Linked DNA regions of Anser cygnoides: region 1 is linked to region 2. The links are chromatin contacts, called in public Hi-C maps. All regions are on one chromosome and are shown on one strand. Each heading gives the region's core, a stretch centred on a gene start, on an enhancer-like site or on the middle of the called end of the contact. The rest is flanking DNA. Distances are from core to core; before and after follow the strand shown. Region 1 has its middle 11 kb from the start of HERC2. Region 2 overlaps JADE3 (jade family PHD finger 3).

Region 1 (6,819 bases), core at 3,313-5,812, 370 kb before region 2:
GCGTGAATGGTCTAAAATGAAGTAATTAGTTCAAATAGGAAGGAAAACAGTCCACCAAGACAGTGTGTGCTTCGGCTTGTTCCTACACTAGCCTCTGTTGCATTTGTGGTATTTTATGTTCGGAGCAAACACAACCAAGTGTTGCAACCAACAGCATTCACACCTGGTTTTCTTCTGCTTTGGGATGAGAGCATTAACACTGCTAAGTCCTATATAGTGGTTGTACCCAGCTCTTAATGCTTTCTTCAGAGCAGTAGTTTTTTCTTATTTCTCAACCTGATCACAGTTTTGTCTCTACACTCTGTTACTGCATCATCTCAATGATCAGTATTTTTGAAAAATTAGACCTTGAAAGTCTTTTTCATCTTACCTTGTTCATAACACTTTGAAGAATATTATAGCCATGAAAACTGCAACACTGGGAAATGAGCTGTTATGAATCTTCTCTTCCCTACCAATTTTGAATTTCTAGTCCATTTGCAGACAGTAAATAAGATTTTAATAAACATTTATGAAACCTTTTCTATAAAGTTGACTGACTGGTATGATGTAAAGCTGTGATGTCTGTGCTGTGATGGTAAGACTCCAGCTTTATCGTAAAGTTTAGGGACCTTCTCCTATAGGATCTCTGCCCCTCACACAACAGCCCCTACTATATGCATGTAGTTTTGGCCCCACATGCATTTTAAAACAATGAAGGCAGATCTTCCCCCCCACACTCCTCCCCCGAAAGAGTGTGATTCTTGTTCCTATATCTGTCCCAGATGGATTCTAGCTTTCAACATAATACATTTGAGATATCAATGTTTTATAAAGTTTTTAGCCTTTTCCACTCATACCATCAACCTTTCTCCATTACTGATGGCATCTAAATTCTTTTCACTTCTATATCCTCTTTTCTCTTTTATAGTGGTATTTATTAACATAGCCTCAAGAGGAGCTGAGAAAATGGGAGCTGTCTTTGGAGCTAATATACTATGCTTGAAACCAGATCCAAAAGGTAAATCTAGTTTACAGCCTGGCACATTTAAAACAAGCTAGTTCTGAGGCTGACATCAATGAAGTTTTTTATCGATATGTTATTAATAAATAACTTTTTGTAGGTGAAAAGATCCCTTGACTTTTATGAGTTACTCAAGCTTCCTTCCTGTTTTGAGAACAGGCAGCTCCCAGTCCCATCTGAAATCTGTGGTTGCCTTTACTTCTTATCTGGGCAATACAATGGCAGGCACAAAGTTTGATGTCGAGTAAATCAGATATAACTGATTTACAGTGGTACATACTAGATGTAATTGGAGGGGGGTCACCAGGATTGCACATCTAAAATAGAAAACTATCAGAAACAACCCTGCAGAGCATACTCTTTTTATTATAATCAGTGACCCTCAATACTTCTCCCACTTATGCTATTTTAAAATACAGCATTGACTGAGGCTAGTATCAGCTGTTCTAGGCTAGTTCCTTGGACTACATCTACTGCCAGTGGCAAGGAATAAACACCTCAAATGCCGCTCATTCCACCCTCAGCAAGATGGAGGAATCACACTCAGAAATGCAGGCATCTCATCCACAGTAAAGAAAGATGGCGAAGTGAGTTGTGGAGCAAGAGTGTCAGGCTGAAAGAACGGAATTACACTGATGGTGTTGAGAGTAAAATCCTGACGTGGCTCTCTCAGTGACCTTTAAGAAAAAATAGGCATTTTTTTATTTGTTTGTTTGTTTAAAGAAGGAAGGTCACAGGACTCCAATCTCATTTCTACAATCAATTCTGTTAATAAATCATCTCCACTCACTCCAGCTATGCCAGTCCTGTTACATTATGTTAGACCTGGCTTACTCACAGGAAATTACAAACTAGACGTAGTTCACATTTTATGTGTTTGTTTGTTTCACAGTAGAATTTTCTGGTCAGAAATTGGTAGCTCAAAACTGTCACTAAATCTTCCCTGAAGCATCAGAATAGTTTTCCAGCAGAGAGTTTATGCTACCCAAGTTTAAACAAATTTTATTAACCCACGCCACCACAGCAAAAATAGCAACACAAGTGCATTGCTTCTTCTCACGGTAAGTTTTCATTGTTTAATAGCAAAATAACAAGCTAGGATAAAGTATTTCATATGTACCTAAAAAGCAAGTTAGGAAAAATTAATTCCAAAATACAAGATGACAGCCTGGATAACAAAGCAGTTACTCGCTCCACTTGGGATCCTCTTGGGGAAAAATCACATCCTTTAATCCTATAGCCACAGCAGTGCAGCTTGTTCCTTGCAGTTATCCTACTTATTTGCTTCATTCTGTCTTTGGATACAAAAGGAGGCTGCAAAGAGCCTGGTGTCTATTTGCGTTATTCATTAACTGTGAAATTAATAGTAATTTCCTGCTATTTGTCCTCCTGGGTAGCAGACACAGGAGTTGCTCAGACCACAGTCCAAGAAGATAACGTCCCCTTAGGTCCTGCTGTGAAGTTCAGGGCGTTCCTCCACCATACGGCACAGTGGGGAAAAAACACCACAGCTCAGAGAAGTTGATATGAAGCTTAGCTGTCGTGGGGTGAAGGCAAATGGACTGAACTGGAAGCAAAAGGCAAGAGTTAAAAAGGCCTACCCACACCCATGGTGCTGCACATCGACCCACTCGTGCCCTGATTTTTCAGCCTTTACAGATTGTCTGGAGTAGCGGAGACAATGCTGAGGTAATATCCTCACCTCTCTGTCAATCCCCTACTGAAAACAAGAATAGTAAGGTAGGAGGTGCTGCACATACATATACAGGCTCAGAAATCAGTGCAAGTTTTAATTATCATCATCATTTTGAATGAACTTGTACTTTAGATCTGATTTTAGCATCCTTTGCTGTTCTGTGGAAGAGTTACACACTTAGCTGCAAGTTGACGTGCCTGACAGAGGTCAATGCAGCCAACAGCAGCCAACATCTTATCTCTTTATAAGATCAATGACCTTCAGCTAACAAGCCTAAGTGGCATAAGTGGCTTCACAGATGATACTTTGAGTGGTAAAAACTAATTAAGGGCAGAAGTTTTGAAGATTTGCATTTATACTAACAGATACCATTTCAGCAGCTAACACATCACTGATGCCTCTGCATACAGCAAAGATTTGCTGATTGCTGACACTACACTCTGTTCAAGTGAAATTTTAGTAGTGACAAGGGCATTGATGTAGCTTTAATATTTCACTGCTCTAATACAAAAAAAAAAAAAAAAGAATTTTAGCCCCGGTTCTTCTACAGCTCCTTTTGTATTACTAAACTATTCTCTGGTAATTTGGATGTATTTTAGATTACAGCGATCATGAAGACAAACAATTTGGATAGACCCTGAGTAATGCTTTGCCTTACTTCACTGGCAAATAGCTCCTGATATTAAATCTAAATGACAGTCTTGTTAGATTCATTTATCTGGAAAGGGCTGCTGCTGGGCTAAATTAAGTCAGAATTAACCCTTAAAGCATTAAATGTCCATCCTATAACAGCAATAAAAATTAACACTTCACTAATTTTAATATGTCTAAAATAGTACAACAGCAAAATAAAGAAGAAGAGGAATGGAAAGAGTACAAAACAACTAACTCTGCGAATGAAAGTTGTTTTGCATGTATTAGTACAGCTCTGCTATTTAGGCTTTCAGAGCCTTGTTTCAGAACTCTGCCGGTGATACAGAGTAAATATGATTTTACATGTTAAGGCATTTTTGTCTGTGTTACACAAATATTACATTCAAAGTTAGCTGTCAGCAGTACCCCATGAATTTCCTTGACACATCTACTCCTTGCATAAGAACAAATGACAAATGGTCTACAGTTAATCTCCATTCACAAGCCGACTGGTAAATAAAGCAGCAAACAACCCATTTTTTGGACTGATCAGCACCATTTATAACGAAAGCATCTTGCATAGCCATCTTAAGTTTATAACAGAATTCCCCCATAAGTTAAAGATCACAATTCTTGAGCAGTCCTGATCTTCTGTTTTTCAGCTAAGTCTTTTTGAACGCTATGCAGACCACACAAGCTTTACTATTATCATCACTATTTACTATTATCATCATGTATAGCACTTTGTTGTGGACTTCAAATCTATCGGTCAATTTCTGTATGATTTTTTTCTTTCAATATGGTGCAGTTCCAAACTAGAAAGTGTCTATTTTTTTTTCCTATTTTGTTTTGCAAACATTAATGTAAACATTTATTCTGAAATACATTCAGAAGCTGATGTATTACCAGAGTGTACCAACAAAGCTAAGAAAAGTACAGAAGAGCAGTTTCAGTGCAGTGACCATCGAAATAGCACAAAGGAAAACTGAAAATTGGAACTAAACAGCACGGCCAAAACTCCTGCAGGAAAAGCTGGATGGTAGCCAGCTGTTTGACCACTACCTACTTGGAAGAGGTGCTTATAGACCTTGCCTTCACAAATCACATCATTCAAACACTGCATCTCCCATCCTGCAGGTACTGCTGTGTCATGGCTAAGTCTGGAACAGTTTTACCGCCGCATATTTTGAACAGAACCTCTCATAAATTACTTAGATCGCTAAAAACATTCACCAGCATTTACAGTACACTGCGTAAGCAGATGAATGACCTCCAGAGCACTTTGACAAGAATCAATTAAAGATTTCTGAGCTGCAGCAGCCAGATGGCCGAGTCCGAGACCACATCTGGACTGCTACAAGTTTTAAGCACACCATGTTATCACAGTGTGCAAAAATATTCTGAGAAAAATCCCAGATGATCTCAATGAACTTGAAAAAAAACCCTCTCCGGCTCTCAAATAGGCTTATTGGAGTACAGGATCGATGCCTGGGAGAAGTGCCAGAGATTTATGCAACCATTGCATTTGAAACTGCTCAACAACTGGGGTTAACAGCTTTGCGTATTTTGGAACTCATCCACTTCGCTCGACCCCGGGCATTGCAGAGATCAAGGACAGGAGAGAGTGGTTATTGCCTGCTCTACCGCGGCTGGACAGAAGAAAGATGTTAGGAGCTGCAGCAACAGCTGGACACATTACAAGTAATCAGATTCTTATTTCCAGAACCTTACCTATATATTTAGAGGTGGAATTACACTGCAGTAGTTAAAAGAAAAATATATGAAATAGATATAAATTGCTAAAGGCCTGTTAATTTCTAAGACACTGAGGGGCTTCCCATTGTGATGAAACCAGGATGTTTCCACTATAATCACAAAAGCCTTCCTTAACTTCAAGCATGTAAGAGGTCTGGGGATGGGGACCCCACTTAAGTGATTGATTCAATGCCCTTCTTATATAAGAGTTCTTAGGCCTCACCATGATAGAAAAAAAAAAAAAAAAAAAAGCAGCTGAAATATTCACCTTTTGTTTTTTTAATAGAAAGGGCCATGGCCATAATTTCAGATTATATCCCCCAGTCTATTCTTCAGTATAGCATAGGCTGTAAAATTTTAAATATAATTTATTTATTATTTATTTTATTTTATTGGGGATCGAATGTGGATGACATAAAATATGAACCCTAAATGTGAAGCCATCAAAAGACAAAGATCTATAAGGGGAATCCTCCCCCAGCTCCTGGGATTTGGCTGCTTGGGCTTCGGGCTAATCTGTATTGCAGCTGTCCAGCCTTTGATCAGAACTGTAATAAACCCCTCAAAGGAGGCGATTTCTTGGTGACACCTTCGGTCTAAGCTTCACAGCAGTTCCACAATATCTGACATGTTGAAATCAGGTACCCACCCTGAATTTGTCTTGACTTCCAGGCTTGACCTCAGACCTGACTCACCGCTATGGACTTGTCCGGTGATCTGGACTGTTGGATAAACCTGGTCACCCTAACGTGGGACTGCACCCCTTGTCAGTAAGGTGACCACCCTGCCTGTCCTGCTGGCACACCCGGCTCCCCTTCCTTTACGGAGCTGTTCATGGCTGCTGCTCCCTGAACAGTTCTTCCATTACTGCCCTTGGGAGTTCGCTCAGCAGTTCATCACCACTGCTAAGCAAAATCAAAGACATGCTCTTCTTTCTAACTAGGAACTATTCAGTCTTGCTGTGCTTTTGTTTTTGTTGTTGTTGTCGTTTTGTTTTGTTTTGTTTTTCCCCACTGAACTGAAAAACACCAGTACCTCCTCCCCATGGAGGAAGGGAATGTTGGTTTTGAACAAATCACCCCTTGATTGCCTGCTGAGATGGAAACTAAGCTATTGAAGTTGTTCAGTCTCGGACATTTTCTTTTATCTCTCAAGTAATTTACAAGATACATCACAAGCTTTTCATCATGCTTTTAAAACATTATGAGCAGAACTACGCATCCCGTTTCAGTATGCTATATGCAGGGCCTCATACAGAGATGCTATTTTGTCTCCCATTACCTACTTCCATAACTCCTCTTTACTCTGGCATACCAAGATTGCATGTGCAGGTGCTTGTCCACTAAGGTGCCTAATCCTGCTCACAGCAAGTTGCCTTTGAAGATATACCTCCCCTTCCTCTTCTTCCCCAGCTCCCACCCCCATCCTGCAAGTGGTAATTGGCCGTCCTTTCTCTTTGGCCAAATTTGACAAAACCCAGATTACCTGACGGTGCAGGTTTCTCTGAATGGTGAGAGCAGGGCATTTTGCCTTCATTACCTGCCCTGTGGGAACAGCGCAGAGCCCCACTGGGAGCACGTCTATTCAGTGACTCCACAAGGACAGCTGAATTAGTGTACGTTAGTGATCTTGATATCTCTCAGCTGCACCACAGTTATTTTTACCTGGTATGTACTTGTCTAATGCTGTACAGAAGTATTTTCTGGTCATAACAAAGTCAAACATCTTAGGA
Region 2 (7,019 bases), core at 3,960-6,459:
TTGTTGTTGTTTTGTTTTTGTTTTTCTCTTTCAAGAAAGCATTTCAAGCTTTTCCTTGTGTTCAAAGAGTGGTTGGTTTGCGTCTAATTGTGCTGAAATTGATGCACTTACATGGAGTAGAAGTGCTTCACAGTTTGAAATGTCTTTCGGAGTTTCTGAACGACTTGTGTCACAAAATTTCCAGTTCAGTTATGTCTTGGGATGAAAATAAATTTGGGAATTTTGGAATTTCCTTCATCGGGAGAGAGGTTCCAGTTTCTGAACAGCTGAAGTTAGGTGTTCGGGGAAGTACGCTTGGCAGATATCATTCAGCCAGCCCCTATGTTTATTCTGTGTTGTGCCTGCTCTTTCGGGTCAGTATTACAAACTTGCAGTGCCTCTTCCTGTTTTCCTTACACGAGGTGGAAATACTGCTGTTAATTCAAACAAGTAGTGAAAGTAGAACTATGTGGATCTGCCATGCAGTCTGAAAATAAACTGCTAAATGCATCAGCCAAATGTGTGAAAGTCACGAGAAGCTGCAGTGTTCTTTTAGGGGTGATCTATGTGTTAATTATGGTCTAAACTAGCCAGCTCTATTGGGTAGCTTTGTAAAAAGGTATACTTTCAAATGTTGCAGTAATTCTAGGAGAAACAAACTTAGTTTAGCTCTTGAAAATCATTCTGTAAAGAATTTCACAAGGAAATTCCAGGAGACTGGAGTACTGACTGCAGTAACGTCCCCAACATAGCGTGCGGCTGAAGTAGGCTTACCAACAAGCAAGTCTTAGAGATTACGTGCTTTTTCTTTTGACTAGCATTTTGTTTGCTTACTGTTCTCGTAGGTGAAAACACATTCTGCTGTCTTGCAGAATACGTTCAAGACGTTCATTAAACTGGTAATTAAAAAAATTCAGGATTTGTTTTAAATTCATGGTTACATATGTTTAGTATCATTCATGAGATATTTGCCAAGGGATATTGCTCATAAAATGTTTATAATTCTGTTGTGGATACATTTTTTTTCCGACAGATTTTTTTTTTTTTTAATTTGATGCTAAGTCTCTTATTATTTCTCGGTAGGTAAGAAATCTCTGCTACATGGTAAGCAGGAGAGAGAAACTGAAGTTGTCTCACAGTAAAGTACATGAACAGGTCTTCAATTTGCAAGTCCAGCTCATTAATCAGGAAATTGCTGCAGGTAATCACAGAAGTGTAAAATATGTACAAATTATAACTGTGTATAAACTAGAAAATTCTGTGTTCTCATTATGTTCTTGCGTAGTGTTTTAACATTTGAGAGCTGCCTTAAAAATTGTCTTCAAATATTCAGTCAATGAAACTACCAACATCCACGAAAGACTTTAATGTTTTAACATCTTAACTTGGATCTTTCATTCTTGGGCATATGCCTATAAGTTATCAATCACTGTGGAATCCGCATAGCAGAAATGAGCTGATGGTGATCTCTAGGTTTTTGCTTCTTTGGGCTGCTGTTTTATGGTGCTGTTTCCTCACAGCAAGCTCTGCTCTCCCACCGAGAAGTTCTTTTGCTTGCTGTAGTTAATTTCCTCAGGCAAAAGAGAAGAGTGACTGATAGGAATGGCTGTTCTCGTGTTGCCTTGAATACTTGATGAGCAACATGAAGGGGCATTTCTTAGCTTGTGATCTCAGTTACTGTCCCTTCCTTCAAAAAGAGCCTAAGCACTCTGGTTTTTAACAGCGAGCAGTAACTGTTTTGGAATGTTGATGTACCGAAACCAACTCTGCCCTTAATTTTTACTAAAATTGTGCCCTGAAATGAGGAACACAACATTTGGAAAGAGGAATAGTATATGTTACAGTGCAATTGCTTTTTTTTTTTTTCTTAATTGGGAAGTCAACTATTTCTGCAATTGTGAAATAATGATCTTGATGTTCATTCAAGATACACACTGTGTTTTTCGTAACCAATTTAGAGTGAAGCCATTGTGGTTTTCTGTCTACCCCTGAAACATGGATAAGTTTCATTAGTACTGACAAGGTGGTGGGTTTTGTTTGTTTGTTGTTTTTCAGCTGGTTTAGATCAGACTAGCTCTTTGCGGGAGCAGCAGTACTCTGCAGCACTTTGATTTTGTGTAAATAAATTTTATGAGAAATGTGTACTAAATTTACGTCTTTACAAAACCAAGTGCTTTTTTTAAAACTTAGTAAAATATTTTGAGAGATATTTTGCAATGGCAATGTGTGTGTACAATATAATAAAGACTCACACATCAGAGTGAAAAGACTTCTAAAGCATAGAGAATTTTAGAATACAAAGCAGAGCTGAACCAAGTCCAAACTGCAACTCAGTTTGAAGCATTGTTTCTTCTCTATCCAAAGCTGAATGTGAACCTTTTTTATAGCTTTGTTGGAACTACTTCTGTCATGTCTCGAAGCTGGTTCAATTCACTGGCTTAAAGCCCTGTAAAAGGGCACGCTGTTGTTTTTTTAATCGAAATGCTAAAATGCTTACCTAAATTTTGAAATGGTAGACAATTTGGAGCAGTCTTCATTATTCTGACTTGTCTGCAATGTCCTAAAATAATTTCACACTAATTGTTTGCAGATGCTTCTTACTGCTGAATAACCTTTTAATGCACTATAAAACTCTACAGGTGACAGTATGATTACCCTCTTTTTTAAAAGTCTTCTCTTCTTCTGCTCCCTCATCTTTCTCTCATACAGGCCACACCCTGACAAGTGCACTAGAGAACACACTGTTCTACCCACCTCCCAGGATCACCCTGAAGTTAAAAATGCCCAAATCAGCACTAGGAGATTGCAAAAATAACTCGCTGAAGCCTGGCAACAGACCGCTCTCTCCTGACAACAACAGCACTGTGTACAGCAAAAGGAGCGTGCCGATGTCAAAGGAACCCTACGAAATCAAAGCGAAATCGTACTCCAGGTATCAGCACGACAGCAGAAGCAACGGGTTGCTTGTCACGGCGGGGATCGGCAAGCCTCGCGGCGAGGCGAAGGATTCCGGCCCCGTGCAGGTGCCGGAGTTTCACCGGGGCCAGCCGTCCGGGAAGCCCCTGGCGCTGCAGGCGGCCCTGCACGGACAGGCTTCCATCGGGAACGGGCGGGCGCAGCAGGAGAACTCGCGGCTGGCGGCCAAGTCCAACGGGCTGATGCTGGGCAGGGCTGGGGACGTGAGCCAGAGGGACAGCTCCAGCCAGACGCCCTACGAGCAGGAGTCCGTGCTCGCAGCTCATTTGGCCAGCCAGAGCGGCTTCAGGAAATCCACCATGGAACATTTTAGCCGGTCCTTCAAAGAGGCTACCAACAGTCTGGTGAGGACCACGGAAGATCTCCGGTGCTGTGAAAAGCCAACGAGAAGACTCGCGACGAAAGAGCGCTTGTGGAGCAAGCAGACGCTCGAAGGTGCTCCGTACCAGGACAACGACGGGTACTGTCCCGACTTAGAGCTGAGTGACTCTGAAGCAGAAAGTGACGAAAATAAAGAGCAAGTGAGGTTACGACGGAGTAGCTCGGAGAGAGAAAGCCCAAGTAAGGACTTCGGAAGAGATTGTCACAGTAGAAACAAAAAGAATATGATTTCTCACGGTTCGGTACAAAGGTGATTAGAAGCCCCCGCGGGGTAACTCAGCCTTTATGTATTCCGGTGTACCAGTGCAAAGCTCAGCATCAACAGGTTCCAGAAACCAGTACAGGACCTACGACAGGAAGAACTGCAGGAGGGGATGGGGGAGGACGGAGCAATGGGAGTCGTTTTGTTCAACTGTGAATTGGCTTGCAGCCTTCGCGAGGCTAACCGAGTTACTGCAGAGTCGCGTAGAAATGGACGGGGTTTATTAGAGGTTAACATCTGGGGAAGCGTGAGGCGGTTGGGCCTGGCGTAAATTCAGGAAACTGCTTCCTCCTTGCCAGCGTGCGTGCGAGGCAAGGTGCTCACGCTATGTCAGCCGTGTGGCGCTGGACAGGTAATAGAGGAGTCCTTGCATTGCTCGAGCGCGCTGCAGGGGGCTGCAGACGGAGACGCTAAAACCGCGTCCTTACAGCACCTGCCGCGTGGCGTTGATCCAGCAAGGCACTTGGGGACGCGCGAGAAAGCTGAGCGCATGAAAAACCCTGCTGCTTTCCCTCGGGTGGCCCAGCCCGTGCCCAAGCGCTCTGCTGGATCAGGCCCAAAGCGACTACTAGGCGACGGCCCCTTCCGCGCGGGGCCTCGAACGGCGGTGGCGTTTGCGGGCTCCTCGCGGAGGGTGGAAGCCGGCGTCGCTGGCGCTGCCAAACTCACTGACCTCTAGACGTGCCCCCGGTCCCTGCTCTTGCTGAAGGTCGTGTTTCTCTTCGCAATTATTTGCTTATTTTGTAAATATACAACTTCTAGTACTTCATTTTTTTTAATCTCTGTACATAGTTGCTTGTTGTGGGATGCACTTGTAAATATTTTACCCAGCTAACAAGTACAGATGGCTAATTTTGTGGATAGTGTTTACAAAAGTAGATGTACTACTTCAAAGAAAAATGCTATTTGACACTTACATTTAGGCAATCACCGGTGATGCCAGGTTCCTCTTGAAACTGAAATTTCACATCCGGAGGTGTTTGTACCTGGTGTTTTTAAAATTAGATGAATTAGAAATAATTTTGCCTGAATTTTTTATTTAGGCACGAATTTTCAACCCTAGCTGCCTCAATGTGGGCTTAGGAGCCTCACTTCTGGCATCTAGGCCTGTGAAATTTTAGCCAGTCATCATTTGGAGTATGTTTTTTTTATTGCTGAAAATTTATGGTTACGTTAAGCTGCTTTTCAACCTCTGGATCAGTTGCTGTTTCCCAAACTAAAACTTTTTTTTTAACGTGCTTTAAAATCAGTTGTTAACCAGCGTTTAAACTTCAACCTCTGTTGAGGAAGCGAGAAGGGAGGGGAAACCCTTTTCGGTTTGTTTATTTCGTCTGGGATTTCTGCTTGAATGCGGACAAATTTCTTGTGTTCTAGACCGTGTTGTGTTGATCAACAGAGTAACTGCACTTTTCCTCTCTGAAATGCCGTACGTTCCATAAATCCGCAGCATCCTCTGTCCCCAGTCACCGGCTGAGCTGGGACATGGGCTGCGTAGGGCATCCCGCACGCCTCTGTTCAGATGGGGGCTCATTTTCCCTACAAATGAAAGGTCAGCACCCAGTGTGACGATGACTATGCAGAAGCCAAACAGCATGTTTTTCTTCTCCATTATCTTAATTTACTGCTTTTAGTTTGGGAAATAACAACGCTTTTAGATTTGGTTTAAGCTTTGAAATCTCCCTCGTTGCAATAGGACTAGCAAGTCAGGGGCTGGAGGGCTTTAATGAAATAAAAACACGAAACGGCATCCTTAGCAATCCTGCTCTATTTGCTTCATGCAGTTTCTTTTTTTTTTTTCTCCCCACTTCTTGATTTTATGTATATTTGTGTAATTTGTCTTTCTAGAGCTGTATCTTCAAAATTATTTCTTTTGGTGTAAATATGCAGTAGCATTTTAGGTTTCCACATATTTTATTTTAATGGGAAATGCTTTGTGTTCTAAGCCATGGGTCACTCAGAATAAGTAAACAAATGTTTGTTCATTTGTATTCCAGTTCTGACTCTCTTAGTTTTCCTTCGATATTTATTAGTAATCCTCTTACTGGTCACAAAATTTTATGAAGCTTGCGTTGGGAACACTTACGTGGGAGGCTGGCAAAGCGTTCATGCCATTTTGTGGCCAGAAGCATATGGCGGAGGGGAGGAAAATGGTGCTTCAGCAAAACTCAGCATTTCTGCTCTTCTGGGGTTATTAATTCAGTTGTTTCCCGCCTGGGCAATGGTTTTGCTAATTTTTACATGATTTTAATAGATATATGAAGGAGCCCTTGGTTACGTAGTTCTCAAGTATTGTCCCCAAAGTGCATTTGCTAGTTTTTATTGTGTGTTCGGTGGCTAACTGTTTGAAGTATTACCTCTTAACCTTATTTGTCATTTTTTTTTGTGTTTTTGCATTTTGTTTTATATATATAAATATATATATATTCAATTTTCCAAGATGGACTCGGTCTTTTTCAGATGTCCCCTTTTTACAAGTACTTTTTCATTAAATTATGAAACTGCTAACAGTATTTTCATTTGTTGTGATTTATTCAGGGCTTTACCCTCCGTGTCTGGGAGGCTGTTAAACTAATGGGTCTAACAGCAGTGCTGTGTCCATCAGGAGTGAATTATTTCTGCAGAGCTGGCAATACTTTAAGTTGAAATGTCAAGGAAAACCTTTCCCCTTCAGCCTCCCCGAAGAAGAGTCAGTGAGCACCGATTTGCTGTGTTTAGCAAATGGTCCGAGCCTGGCTTTTGTTTCTGCCTAGCCCAGCAAATGTAACAGACCATTTGCTGCGCTGCTCTCACTTTCTAATATATTTGCTCGTGTTGTAGCACGACAGTCTGTCCCTGGTTGTACAAACCAAGCTGTAGAGGGGGAGCTGCAGCCTGGCCTTCCGCCTCACCCTGCTTCTCATACACCAGCACGTGTGCACGGCCGACATTGACACTGCCGAGTAAAGGAGGGTTCAGGACAAGCACGTTCCTGGGTTTGATGGTTGGTGGTGTTTTTTCACGACCTGTTGCTGTAGTTCCCCTTGCTCCCACAGGCCGGTGCTGTGATATACCGTGCTGCTGCCTGCCCGGGAGCTGGGGAGGAAGCAAAAGAAGGCAGCAAAAGCAAGGATGGAGAGTGAGGAGCGGGTGGAGCTGCACAACCCTGCTGATAACATCCATCCTGCTCTGGCCAGCCGCCCTCAGGAGGGCTAGGGCGTTGTGATGCACGTGTGGGGCTGAGTGAAACAGGGCGGCAAGTCCTTGGCTGGAAAGAAAACCAGAGGGAAAGGGCACTAAAGGAGCATATGGAAGAGAGGGGGTTAAAAAACCAGCATGAGGAAGAAGCCGTAAGTGATGGATTGCCAGCTGTTTTTCAGGACCAGGATTTCTCCTTCCCTAAAATCTCCTTTCAGTGACTGTGACTGGTGGTCTCCCATCTCCT

Evidence for each region. Hi-C and Micro-C count contacts between places; a contact is called where the count stands out from the background.
Region 1: a contact with region 2 is called in a Hi-C map of liver, with 14 times the contacts expected there. The contact joins two enhancer-like sites. A contact is called at or near these places in 2 of 7 Hi-C or Micro-C datasets (both in liver).

What each region holds. Positions count from the first base shown.
Region 1 is chr1:139,959,189-139,966,007 of Taihu_goose_T2T_genome, reverse strand. No RefSeq gene overlaps it. Among named protein-coding and RNA genes, the nearest start is that of HERC2, 11 kb to the left of the region's middle. Within about 2 kb of position 4,562, at least 2 of the 3 cell types and tissues checked have open chromatin away from gene starts, as enhancers often do. A contact at or near this core is called in liver, where this site is marked.
Region 2 is chr1:139,592,756-139,599,774 of Taihu_goose_T2T_genome, reverse strand. JADE3 (jade family PHD finger 3) reads left to right here. Exons shown (of 11, transcript XM_066983254.1): 10 at 1,063-1,180; 11 at 2,689-6,108. The coding sequence ends at 3,590. Among named protein-coding and RNA genes, the nearest start is that of PLCXD1, 50 kb to the right of the region's middle. Within about 2 kb of position 5,209, at least 1 of the 3 cell types and tissues checked has open chromatin away from gene starts, as enhancers often do. A contact at or near this core is called in liver, where this site is marked.